Linked DNA regions of Mus musculus: all the other regions are linked to region 1. Evidence: chromatin contacts called from public Hi-C and promoter capture Hi-C data. All regions are on one chromosome and are shown on one strand. The core of a region is the stretch at or near the end of the contact, and the rest is flanking DNA. Distances in the headings are between cores, read along the strand shown.

Region 1 (4,341 bases), core at 436-2,935:
TTTGTTGCCTGTCAAAGTCAGGCTACCACCTAGGCATTCTAGCCCATTCTTTCCAGGTCCTTCTGTGTACCCACTGGAACACACCAATGACAAGAACCAGCTAGCTCAACAATAACAGTACTAAAAAGAACCCAGGTAAGATAAAAATTTTAAATAGAAACTTTCTGTTGAGTTTTGACCTCAAGATTGAAGAACTCAACCTCACAGATTACTATCTTACGGGATACTTAAATGTTAAAACACACATTCAAACTAGGATGACTGAGTCCTTGACTTGCCTTTAAACTAGTTTATTCAATGGTTTTTACCTTTCTTCCTTCCATCCATACGAATGGATGCCCAGAGACTTCTCAAAAAGGACAGTCAAGCTATTTAAAAAGACTGAAACACTTGGAGTGGCACTGGAATTCCACCTTTAAAGCAGTTGGTATACTGTGGCTTTTAAAGTAATTTCATGGTACACCATTGGGAGGGGACCAAGCAGGGGGAGGGACCAACATGCTCGAGCCACAAGTTGAGAGAACAGCAAAGTAACAAGCATCGAAATTATCTCCGCAGTACTACAACAAATGTAATTTTCATTTTTAATTATGGTTAGTCATTCAACTTTGAAATGACTTGGGGAAAGAATTCCACAGGCTGATTCACCATACTATTACACTTGGGTTTTTATTTGCTCTTAAAGCAAGCCCTTTAAAATTGAAGCCTGGAGGTTCAAATTAACCTAAAGAGGAATGGTCAGTCGTCTTCAAAGCCACCGCTAGGGGGAAACGCTTCGATATTACAGGGAATTATTTTGAGCTGAGAGAGAAACCACTGCCAGTAGATTGATGGAAGAAACCCCAAAACTGCTGCTAATTCCTCTCACCTGATTGAACTCTTCATCAGCGTATATATCAATCAAATCCACTCCTTCTGACATGGCTCCGGAAATACGCTCTCGAGCCCGGAGAACCGACAAAGTAAGAAAGATGCCACTACGGTATTCAGAAAAGGGTAAAAAATTTTAAGGCACAAGGGTCCCAGGCTGGGAGGAGGGCAAGGGTCAACAAGCTCTAGTCTCCCAAGACGCAGCATCCCGGCGGCCGGGAGCCTGGCCCCACCCGCTCTGCCCCGCCCCCAGCCTCGCGCCGCCCCCAGCTCTCCCAGGCCGCTCGGGCTCGCGGAGCTCGCTGCCCATCACCCGCGGGCCCGACCCGAGGTGCTCCGAGTCGGCGCCCGTAGTTGCCTATGGCGCCACCGCCAAGTCCGGGCCTCGACTCCTGAGAGGGCCCTCAGGCCGCGCTGTGAACCACCGCGGCGAACGCCGCAAGCTCAGCCCGTCGCACCTGCTAGGCCCAGGGGGCGTCCCAAGCCGGAGCCCCCGCGGGCCCGGAAGCTCCCGCCGCCTCCACACCAACGGGGCCCTGTCCTCGCCCTAGGCTAGGCCTGCCCTGCTCCCTCCCACAGCTCCAGGACCTCAGCCCCTCCCTCAGAGGCCCGCGCTTCCCTCCACCCGCTGTCTTCCGCCGCCGCCACCCCAACCGACCCCCTCCCTTCCGCGGCGCCGGCCCCCGCCCTCCTTCCGGCCCCGCCGGCCCCGGGCCGCGCGCCCCCGTTACCGGGAATATGGCGGCGGCCGCGGAGAGTCCCGACTAGGCCCGAAGCGCGCGAACCGCTCTCCGCCCCAGGTCCCGCCCCCCCCCCACCGGCGGCGTCACACGCACCGCTACTTCCGCCATACGCTCGGTTGCGCCTTCCGGCTTGGGGTCCACCTCCGCTGAAGTCCTCAGATCGACCGCCCGGAATTCCCGGAAGTGGCCCGGTTGCCAGCTTACTGTGCTATAAGAGAGAGATGGCGGTGGTCACCTTGATCCCGACGCTGGCGCGGGTGAGAGAGCCGGGTTCGGGGCGGGCTGCAGCTAAGACTGTTTCGTCCTCCTCTGTGCCGTGGAGACTGTAGGGAGAGTTCACCTACCCCACAGACCAGGGAATGGTCCCCTCAAGGCGAGGCGCAGGCTGGAGCCGATCATGCAGGGAATTTTCCATTCTTTCCTGAGCCCACGGTGTGCTCGAGTGAGAATACTGGGTAATATGTGGTTAGGTGGCCAGTCACCGTGTGAGACTCAACGCATACCAGGAACAGTTACCGAACCTCCCCCGAAAGCCTCCTAGCTTTTCTTGAGCTTCTTCCCCCGTCTCCCTTTTAAAAGCCGGTTTTAATTTGTTACTCAGGCTGGCCTCAAATTCGTAATTCTCCTGTCTCATCTTGGTTTTAAATGTTTGAGAATTTTCCGTTTTTATTCCAGTAGTGTTGAAAGCTAGTTGGTATGGTTTATCTTAAACTTATCAAGACATGTTTTTTGACAACTTGTGATCTCCTGGGCATAATTATCTGTACATTTGAGAGGAATGTATGATCTCTTGTGTGGAATGCCTGTATATCTCAGTTAAATATTCTTAAATTAGTATTGTTCTGGTTGTCTAGTATTGATTCCGACATCTATATATTCTATTCCTTATTAAAATGTGGCATTAAAATCTGTTGTGTTCCCCCACCAGTTCTGTCAAGTGTCTCTTCCATATATTTGAGTGCTCTATTAGATCCACATATATTTATGATTATTATACTTTACTGCTAACTCCTTAATACTATGTAATATTCTTTATATCACATATGACAATTTTGTTGTTTGTGCTAAGCACCAAACCCAGAGCCTTGCCTGCTAGGCAATCGCATTTTCTTTTCTTATTCTTTTTTTTAGACTAAAAAAGTATGTACATGTGTTTATCTGCCTTTGTGAGTTTATGCATACTATGTGTGTAGGTGCCCATGAAGGCCAGAGGAGGGTGTTTTAAGTGTGTCGGTGTTTCTGCAATGCTGTAGTTTTGTTAACACTCTTTTAAGTTGTTCAGTGTTCCCTCCTCCTTCCTTGCTACCCTGTTTTTTAGGTACTAAAACTCCTCAGCTTCATAGTAGTTCTGATCTAGCCTCTCAAGTGCGTGGATTACAGTCATGAGGCACCATGACCAGCTGGTTGCTCTGCTCTCTTATTCTCAGTGGCTACTGGACTTCTTAGAGTATGCTGGTTAGTGTTGCAAGTTGTTCAAAACAGAAACCAACCAGTCCCTTCGGCAATGCCAACCCCCATGTTCTAGAACATTAACCATACATTCAACTCTTCCTCGAGCCTCGGGGAAGAGGCTTGTAAACAATACTAGATTTTATCTTGCTTTATCTTCTATGGCCTTCTGCACCAAAACTAAGCAGCTCTCTTGGTCTCTATGGTCCCTCAGCATCTGGAATGGGCTGTGTCCTGTTGTTGCTCTGAGACAAGAGAGACAAAAGCCAGCTCCACAGGCAGCCTCTGAGAAGCAGGAGTTTCAGGTGGATGCCCCCACCCGCACCCCCAACCCCTGCTCTGTATCTCCAGGGAAAAGCTGGGGGTTGTGGGTTATCTTTTCATTCTGCAGTAAGGCAGGATGGGGACCATGGCAAGTGAATGCTGCTGGTACAAACCATCACTTTTGCTTGCCACAGCTACAGAAAGGTGTCCTTACCTGTAGCACTTAGACTCAGCCAAAGCAGAAGCTGTTTGGATGATGTTCCAGCAGTCTTACCTTTCCCTCTTGGATAGAAGCCTGTTGCTGGGACATTCTCCCCATCATCTTGTGTGTTGAGGATTTGGGGAAAGACAGGGCTGTGGCATGTGCAGTCCACAGCCTTTCCTATTGGCTTCAGTGCAGCTGGTTTTGCAGTCATCTGGGGAGCAGGAGCTTGTTTTCCAAACTAATCACAGAGGGAATGGATCTGTGAATTGTTGAGTCAGTATCTCCGTATGCTTGTGCTTTCTAAAGCACTTATTGTTGCTAAAGTTACAGATACTTATACTCTCTGTACTCGAACTTGACACAAGCTGGAGTTATCACAGAGAAAGGAGCCTCCCTTGAGGAAATGCCTCCTTGAGATCCAGCTGTAAGACATATTCTCAATTAGTGATCGAAAGTGGGAGAGCCCATTGTGGGTGGTGCCATCCCTGGGCTAGTAGTCTTGGGTTCTATAAGAAAGCAAGCTAAGCAAGCCAGGGTAAGGAAGTCAGTAAAGAACATCCCTCCATGGCCTCCCTGGCTGTCCTGGAACTCACTCTGTAGACCAGGCTGGCCTCGAACTCAGAAATCCACCTGCCTCTGCCTCACAAGCGCTGGGATTAAAGGTGTGCGCCACCACGCCCAGCGGTCATGATGTTTTTTTGACTAGACCTGCTGACCAACAAGCCTCTGGGATCCACCTGTGCTGGGGTTACTTATGCATGATGTCATTCCCAGCCATGGGTTTTATGTGGTTCTGGGGACCTGAACCCA
Region 2 (4,158 bases), core at 1,530-4,029, 140 kb before region 1:
GGTGTTTGGGTTATTTCTTCTGGTGCCTCTCTCCTTGATTTATAGATGAACCATCTTACTCTAAGGTCTTCTCTGAACACCCCACCGGTTTTACCCCTGTGGTCACACACATTCCACATTCGAGGCCATGAGCCGAGAGCTCTATCTGGCATGTCCCGGGCATTGTGATCCACTCAGATAGTAGAGTTCTCCTTCTTTGGGGTGTCAATTGTGGACTGTTGGGGAACAGGGTTGGGGGTGTCCGGGAGAGCTGCAGATAGCCTTTGAGAGCTCGAGGAAGTGGTGAGGGTCTCTGAGAGGTCAGCATTGGTCATTGAAGGTGTTTCTGCCTCAGTTAAGGGGGTGGCAGACAGAAGCCACTGGAATGCTGTCTGAGTCCCAAAGGTTGAAGAAGAGCTTTCTGGAGTGACAGGTGACAAAGGAGTCCCTGGAATGGCTGGAGGTAGAGTGGACAGTCTAGGAGAGACAGGTGACCCTGCTGAGGGCTCGGGGGGCTGGGAGGCTCTGGGCTTCCCAAGAGATATGCCCTCTGGCTCCAACAGGGGTGAGGATGAGGTCTGGGCTATGGGAGGGCTTGGGGATGCAGACTGTATGTTAGACAGGTTTGTTCTTAAAAGCCTCTGCAGGAGGTGGACCATGGGTCTTGTAGGTGATGCCGATGGAGGCCCCGGGCAGGAGCTACAGTTGACAGGGACTTCAGTGTCTCCACGGGCGTTCCGTGCAGCTTTGGCAAGTTCTCCATGAGGGGATGGTTGCTGCTTTTCTTCTAGAGGAAACACAGAATCTGGACAGAGATGGGAAAACAATCACAAGGGTCCCCCCTAGTTGAAGTGAGCCATTCTGGGGATAGATGCCATACTCTATCCTCAGAGGGGACTCAGCACAACTGGTAGGGACCATTGTGAGCTGCCTCCAAAGTCCATGGATAGAAGGCTGGAAAGAGACCATGGATGGAAGAAGGCAGCTTACCAAAGCGGCCCTCCTAGGACCTTGCGCTGTGACTTTTGGGAAGCACATGGCTCAGCATGCTCCTCTTTAGGTCTTAGTTTCCCCACATAGAGGAGTGCCAGGGAGCAAAGGATACAGAAAGAGTCAACGCTGGGCCTGTTTTCCCACTTGCAAAATGGGCGTCCCAACAACTGAGAGCCAGAAGCAGGACCGCACAGGATGACTTAGCCTAAGCCCTCAGGCCAGTGGGCATCAGTGACAGGTCACCGTGGAACCACCGATAACTACAGATGGATATTACTCTACTGTGGCATTTTGCTAGTGGGAGAAATTGGTGTGTGGAGTCAGAAAACAGAGGAACACTGCATGTTCCATTCAATTTTGCTATCCAACCTAACGCTATCCAAAAATATACACTCTATTAAGAAAAAAACTCAGTATTCCATATGATTTAGGCTAGCCTCAAACTCACTGGACAGCCAAGGACGACTTGAATTTTTTTCTCTTTTTTTTTTTTTTTTTTTTTTTGAGACACGATCTCTCTATGTAACCTTGGCTGTCCTAGAACTTGAAAGGAAAATTATTGACTCAGGACCCCAAGACCAAGTTCTCAGCACAAAGGAGTTTTGTTTTGTTTTGTTTTGTTTGTTTTTTGCCCAAGAGGAACAATGGGCAGGCAATAAGAGACAAAGATGGGAAAAAGAGGATGAGAAAAAAAGGGGAAGGGAACAAGGGAGAGGGGAAAGAGGTTTTTGTCCTGGAGGTCAAAGGACTGCCTCTGGATAGAGAGGAGACAGACTTGGCATATAGGAAAATGACTGTTTATAAAAGGAAACAGGAAACCCCATGCTAGGATAGGGTGTTTGATTTTAATTGGGCGTGTTAATTAGTCGGGTCAAAGGGGGCTTTTGACTGCTGGACTTTACTACTTTGATAGCTGGATCTTGGTTGTCAGCCTCAGGAGGAGGAATTGGCCAGATAAGGGAATAGACCTTAGCGGTTAGCCTTGGGAAGGTAATCTAATGGTTTTTCAGCAAGACAGAGGGACCTGAGGAAAAAGAGGAAGCCTGCCAGAGCCATGCTTGCCACACTCAAACTGGCCAGAGTCCCTTCAGAACTTAGTATGTTGATCAGGCTGGCCTTGAACTCACAGAGCTCTTGCCTGCTGAGATTAAGGGCTTGTGCCACCTAGCCCAGCAGACCTGAACTTTTAGATTCTCCCACCCTAGGACAATAGACAAGCATCACTACACCTAATTTTTGTGGTGCTGGGAACTGATCCAGGGCTTCGTGCACACAAGACAAGTGCAGTGAACTAGGTTCGATCCCAGGGGCGCCGAGTGAATAACAGTCCCAGGCTACCACCTCTCGCGTTGTAAAGATGTGCTTCACAGGGGCAAAGGAGAAAGGAACATTAAGAAAGGGTCACCTGAGGGGTGGTAGATGCCGCTGTGCATATGCTTTAAGTTTGTGAACTAACTGGGTGATATGTGAATTGTGTCTGAAGAAAATTATTTTTATTGCATTGCATATGTGTGTATTTGTGTGCCTCTGTGAGTGTGTGTGTGTGTGTGCGTGTGTGTGCACGTGCACGCGCCACAGCATACTTGTGGAAATCAGGACAAATTTCAAGACACCAGAGGAGAGGGTATCTACTTCCCTCGGGTGAAGCTTTACTAATGTCCCTCTCTCCTTTGCTTGCCACCAGGTCTTTTCTTTATGCTTAGCTTCTTCTCCCCCTGTGACCACACCCTCACATATGTTCTGGAGACCAAGCTTTGCATCATCAAGCTTTGAAGCAAATGCCTTATCTCAACCGTCCCTTCTGGGTTTTGGTGGTGGTGGTGGGTTTTTGGGGTTTGGGATTAAAAAGTGCATTATCACTGCTGCTGCCACCACCCAGCTTCTTTGTATTATTTTTAAGTCATCAGATGGAAGCAATCCCCATCCTCTTTGGATGAAACACTGGCATTCCATTTATTTATTTATTTATTTATTTAATGTTTAAGTGCTCGATCTGCATATAGACCTGCATGCCAGAAGAGGGCATCAGATCCTATTCAGATGGTTGTGAGCCACTGTGTGGTTGCTAGGAACTGAACTCAGGACCTCTGAAAGAGTGGCCAGTGCTCTTAACCACTGAGCCATCTCTCCAGCCTGGTGGTATCTCCTTTTACAGAGAGCTATGAGTCGGGGTAACAGGACGTGATGAGCAGAGCTGAGACAGTGTCTCTGGGAAAAGAGTTTGGCTCAGCATGTGTCCTCTTTGGGTCTTAGTTTTCACACACGGAGGAGTACCAGAGAGCAAAGGATAAGAAAAGAAAGGGTCTAGTGCCACCAACTAGAAACTCCCTCCCCCGGGCTCTGCAACCCCATCTGGAAAACAGAGATAAGACCCTTGCGCCCAAGCACTCTGGCTGAGTTGCTTGCTCAGTGAGTGTTAGAGGCAAATGCTTAGTGGCTGTCTGGTGTGCTGGCAACAGTTTCTGGAAGCCTGAGGGATGATATAGCTATCCATTGTAGAGGAGCCTATGGTGGCTAAAAGGAATCTGGATTCTCTAAGTTCCCAGGGGTCCTCAGGACTGTTCCCAGTTCTCTACTTTCCCGGAGCAGACAAGATCTTGGAGTGCCCTTGGAAGGCCAAAGATGTAAAACAGTCATCTCCTGGCTGGAGCGATGGCTCAGCAGTTAAGAGCACTGACTGCTCTTCCAGAGGTCCTGAGTTCAATTCCCAGCAACCACATGGTGGCTCACAACTATCTGTAATGGGATCTGAGGCCCTGTTCTAGTGTGTCTGAAGACAGCTACAGTATATTCATATAAATCTAAAAAAAAAAAAAAAAGCCAGGCAGTGGTGGCACACGCCTTTAATCCCAGCAGAGGCAGGCGGATTTCTGAGTTCAAGGTCAGCCTGGTCTACAGAGTGAGAGTTCCAGGACAGCCAGGGCTACACAGAGAAACCCTGTCTTGAAAAGAAAAAGAAAAAAAGTATTTAAAAAAAAAAAGACACTTCCCAGGAAGCAATGTTGGCCATAAGACAGTGGGAAAATCCATCACCTTTCTGAATGTTGAAAGCATACAAAGAAAACACATCTGTGCACTGAGTAAACTGGAAAAATTAGAATTCTAAACAGTTTTGGAGACTGTCCTGACACAGCCCACAAGATTTGAAAAAAGAAAAGTTGACCCAGAATTTTGCACAGGAGGTCC
Region 3 (4,195 bases), core at 507-3,006, 200 kb after region 1:
GCTGGCTCAGTCAGATCTTTATAACACAGGGACTGGTAAAGCTGAGACTTGAAGGTTCACACCTGGAGGCCTTGTGGTGTCAAGAGGACCTATATTTCCAGCAATCAACATGAGGGGTAATTGGGGGCCATGAAGGAACCCGAGTAGAGACTGTGGAGTAGAAAGATGTAGCTGAGGGCTAGAGAAGTGGCTTGCTTGCTTAGTAAGCCCTAAGCCTGAGGCTAAAGTTCCCAGAACCCATAACAAGTGTCTCACAACTACCTACAACCCAAGATTCAGGAGGTTGTGTAGCCTCCAGGGAGTCTATCTGGCCTCCAGGGGCTCCGTGTAACCCCCAGAGAATCTGTGTAGCCTCTAGGGATCTGTCTCTCCTTCAGGAGATCTGTCCAGCCTCCAGGTATCTGTCAGGATATCTGGGCATCTGAGCACATGTGGTTCACATATATGGAGACATGAACATACAAACACATATGTTTTAGTCAAATAAGTAGTTTTTAAAGAAGAAAGATATAGATGGGTTGGCAGGAAGAGGCTGAAGCTGTTACTGACTGCACAGTAGGCTTTCATATTGATTAGAACATTGACATTCATAAAAAGAGGCCAGACAATAAGATGTTTACAGTGAGACTCACCGGGGGCACAGAATGACAGCTTTGTTTCCTTTTTATGTTTTCTCATCTGCATGTTAGACTTTGAGGATAACAAACTTGTCTTAATTTTATTTTGAAACAAGATCTCAAACGCTCAGACTCCAGCAACCCTTGGCAGCCAACCCTGGGCTGCTGGATCGCTGAGACTACAGACTTTGTTCCATGCTGGGTCCTTTTATTTATTTTTTGTTACAGGAGATCAAACCCATGGCCTTTTTGATTTGAGGCAAGAGCTCTGCCACTGAGCTACACCCCAGTCCTTAAAAGGCTATTTTATTTACCAGTTGGGGGTGTGGCTTGATAAAGTGCTCATCCAGGATGCCCAAAGCCCTGGGTTCGATCCCTAGCTCTTCCAGTATAAACTGCCTGGTCTTGGGCAAGAGACTGCTTCTCCAGGCTTCAGTTAACCCCACCTTCCATGCTGTTGCTTTGTTGTTGTTGTTGTTCTTGTGGTGGCGGTGGCGGTGGTGGTGGTGGTGGTGGTGGTGGTGGTGGTGGTGGTGGTGGTGGTGGTAATTGAACACAGGGCTTTGAATTTGCTAAACAAGAGAGTTCTACCTCTGAGCTATCGCCCCAGTTTGTTAACGTCCCCATTACAAATGATGGTGAGTGCAGACTCTGACTCCCAGGACTCGTTGAAGGCTATATGAGTTGAAGGTGGGCCCCAGTGCCTGGTGACTAAGAGGTATGAACGTCATTTTTATTGGCCATTCACTATGTATATAATTGACTTGTGGATGGTGTAGTCCCAGTGCCTGGTGACTAAGAGGTATGAATGTCATTTTTATTGACCATTCACTATGTATATAATTGACTTGTGGATGGTGTGACTATGGAGAGGGGGAGATAGCCCAGCTTCCAAAAGTCTCACAGAGCACATCCTTTGTTCTGTTCAGCATCTATTGCCAAGCACATCTCGGGGAAGTCAGCAGCAGCCAGATACCTCCAGTTAGCTCTGCTCTGATGCTATGTCCCAGGACTCACTCACAAGGTCTTTCCACCCCCTTCCCAGACACTAGAAATTGGCCCCTACCCTCTGCTCTTTGTGGCTGCTATCATACACGTGGCTCAAAGAACAATTGCTGAATGAGTCCCAGTCAGCTCCTCAGAGGACTCTGGGAGATCTGCAAGGACGTCTTCTTGGTCACAATAGCTGTGTGCATCTGTGTGTGCACGAGTGTGACCTGTTTATATATAAACACGAAGTAATCTTTCATGCTTCTTATATACACAGAGTTTTCTGGGAACGAGACTATTGTGTATTCAGAGAGAAGATTGTCCTTTGTTTTGTTTGGCATCTTGCCAGGACTCGGTGCCTAATTCATGTCACTGGCAACAGGGCGGCTCGTGGTGTCTGAGTCAGCTTCACAGCCACCTGTGTCCACTGTCCTTGTGGCTGCTGTGGCCCTCACGGTTGCTTCTCTAGGAGCAAATGTGGGGCCATGAAATCCTATCTGCCTCTCAGAGTCAGTTTGCGTCCTGCGTCCTGAAGTTCGTATTATTTTATTATGAATCACTTTTTTTTTTCCTTCATGGTGTAGTTAGGATATTACATTGATTTTTTTTTCATTTGTTTAAAAGCATATGTGCACACAGGTGAGGTTATTTATGAATTTCATTTCTACTCAGAGAAGGGAACACTAGGAAATATTTGTCATAGGAGTCAGGTACCACCAGCCTGCAAACCCCCACTCCAGAGCCCACATTTGTATAATTCAGGAGACCCATTTCTGAATGGGCCTCAGCACCAGCCTTCAGCCAGGAGAAGGCTGTCGCTGAGACGAAATACTCAGCTGTTCACTCGCCTGTGGGATGTGGAATCTACCTCCATTGCTGTTCTGTTAAATGGAGCCTTTCCCTCTCCCCCAAGGGGTTTTTCCATGACTAGTCTTTTTGCCCACTCCTGCCAGTCAGTGTCTTTTCCAGACTCCCTCAGGTCTGGAAAAAAGCACCTATGTGGTCTAGCCAGGCTGTCCCCTCACGTGCTGCCACCCAGCTTCCTTGCCTGGGTGCAGAGGCCTCTTCTCTCTGGAATGTCCAGTCGGCATCTCTGCCAGCTCCCACCACCCACCTTCCCTTCACCGTGCTGTACCCATGACTTCCCATTCTGTTCTGGCATCTCCAAGATACTTCTAGAAAACTGTTCCCACTCAGGCCTGGAACTGGCCAGACAGAAGTGGCTGCCGGGGGGAAGGGGAGCAAAATGTTCTATTTGAAAGATTCCAGGGAAGAATCTCATCCCATCCAAGACAGATCCATTGTGAGACAGAGGGTAAGGTATCTCCCTACATACCTAGGCCAGGTGGGCTTTCGTGGTCCCGTCCTTGACCCTGACATTCAACTACACGGTCTCTGGCCCAGTGGGAATACCACAGGCTGCTTTGGGATAAATTAGTAGACACTTTGCACAAAGATAGGGCCAAACATGCCCAGAAGCTCCTCCCATAGACAGCTATCAGCAAAGTCACTTCTCTGCAGTAATGAGGACAGTGAGGTTGGGCATCCCTGGGACTCCGTGGATCCTCAGTGGAGGGAGGGCAGAGAGGTTGGCCTGGTATCAACTCAGATTAATGCTGATGGTGGTTTAGATAGCAATGGAGACTGAGGCTGAAGGAAATCTAGAGTTTCCTGTCTGGATCTGTGCAAAGGACTTGGTTGATTTAATATGACATTATAGCCTTGTGTAGTGGCAAACACTTGTAATTCCATCACTTGGGAGGTAGAGGCAGGAGAGTTGGGAACTCAGGGCCAGCTTTGACTACACAGTGCATTTAAAGCTAGCCTGAGTTACATGGTTCCCTGTCTCAAAATAGACAATAATTAATCAAATAGCAGCCCCCCTTGATATTTTTTTAAATATGGTTTTGTATGACCCAGGCTGGTCTTGAACGTGCCATGTGGCTGGGATGACCTTGAACTTGGATCCTTCCTCCTGCCACCTCCTAAGTACTGTTATAACAGGTATGTGCCACACTTCTTAGTTCATGCTACACTGAATGGAGCATTCTGGGGAGAAATAGAAACAGGGTGGACCAGAGGTGGTGGGAGATTGTAAATAGCCATTGGAGAGTCTTAGAAAGACCAAGAAGGATGCTGGCTGAACTGTGCTACCATTTTAACAGGATCTCACAGGGATAGGGAGTCTGGGAGATGGAGAACAGACACCTTCTGTCTCATGTAAACTCCAAATAAACTCCTTGCTGACTTACATCCAGGGTCTATCTCTTGCTTTCAGAACTCTTAAATTCTAGTCTCTCCTATTTCATTGTTTATCAATAGCTGAACTTTTAATCTACTTTTACTTTTAAAATCATGTATATATGTGATGGGGTCTGTGCACATGTGAGTGCAGTGCCCAAGGGTGTTAAATCTCCTGGAGTTGGAGTTACAGATGGTTGTGAGCCACTGGACAAGGGTGCTGGCAACCAAACATGGGTCCTTTGTAAGTACTTACTCTAAACAGCCGAGCCTTTTCTCCAAATTACAAGTGATCACTTGCATGTCACGGTACCTGTGTAGAGGCCAGAGATCAACCTGCAAGAGTT

The links. Promoter capture Hi-C pulls out the DNA fragments that hold promoters and counts their contacts. A called contact is a pair of places that touch in the nucleus more often than the background predicts.
Region 2: a contact with region 1 is called in a Hi-C map of erythroid progenitors, with 5 times the contacts expected there. A contact is called at or near these places in 2 of 484 Hi-C or Micro-C datasets (the G1E-ER4 cell line and erythroid progenitors), 4 of 130 datasets of targeted methods (embryonic stem cells, extraembryonic endoderm stem cells and trophoblast stem cells) and 3 of 9 other capture datasets (adipose tissue, liver and pancreatic islet).
Region 3: a promoter capture Hi-C map of neural stem cells shows a contact between it and region 1. A contact is called at or near these places in 4 of 39 promoter capture datasets (the 3T3-L1 cell line, hippocampal neurons, liver and 1 more), 2 of 484 Hi-C or Micro-C datasets (embryonic stem cells and pro-B cells), 5 of 130 datasets of targeted methods (bone marrow-derived dendritic cells, embryonic stem cells, intestinal villus epithelium and 1 more) and 2 of 9 other capture datasets (adipose tissue and pancreatic islet).

Annotation. Positions count from the first base shown.
Region 1 is chr19:10,522,588-10,526,928 of GRCm38.p6, reverse strand. Cpsf7 (cleavage and polyadenylation specific factor 7) reads right to left here and starts at 1,685. Exons shown (of 10, transcript NM_172302.3): 1 at 1,602-1,685; 2 at 869-977. The coding sequence starts at 922. Sdhaf2 (succinate dehydrogenase complex assembly factor 2) reads left to right here and starts at 1,720. Exons shown (of 4, transcript NM_025333.4): 1 at 1,720-1,870. The coding sequence starts at 1,835.
Region 2 is chr19:10,660,717-10,664,874 of GRCm38.p6, reverse strand. It overlaps Vwce (von Willebrand factor C and EGF domains), which reads right to left. Exons shown (of 20, transcript NM_027913.2): 20 at 1-784. The coding sequence ends at 174. Among named protein-coding and RNA genes, the nearest start is that of 4930524O05Rik, 15 kb to the right of the region's middle.
Region 3 is chr19:10,321,247-10,325,441 of GRCm38.p6, reverse strand. No RefSeq gene overlaps it. Among named protein-coding and RNA genes, the nearest start is that of Dagla, 18 kb to the right of the region's middle.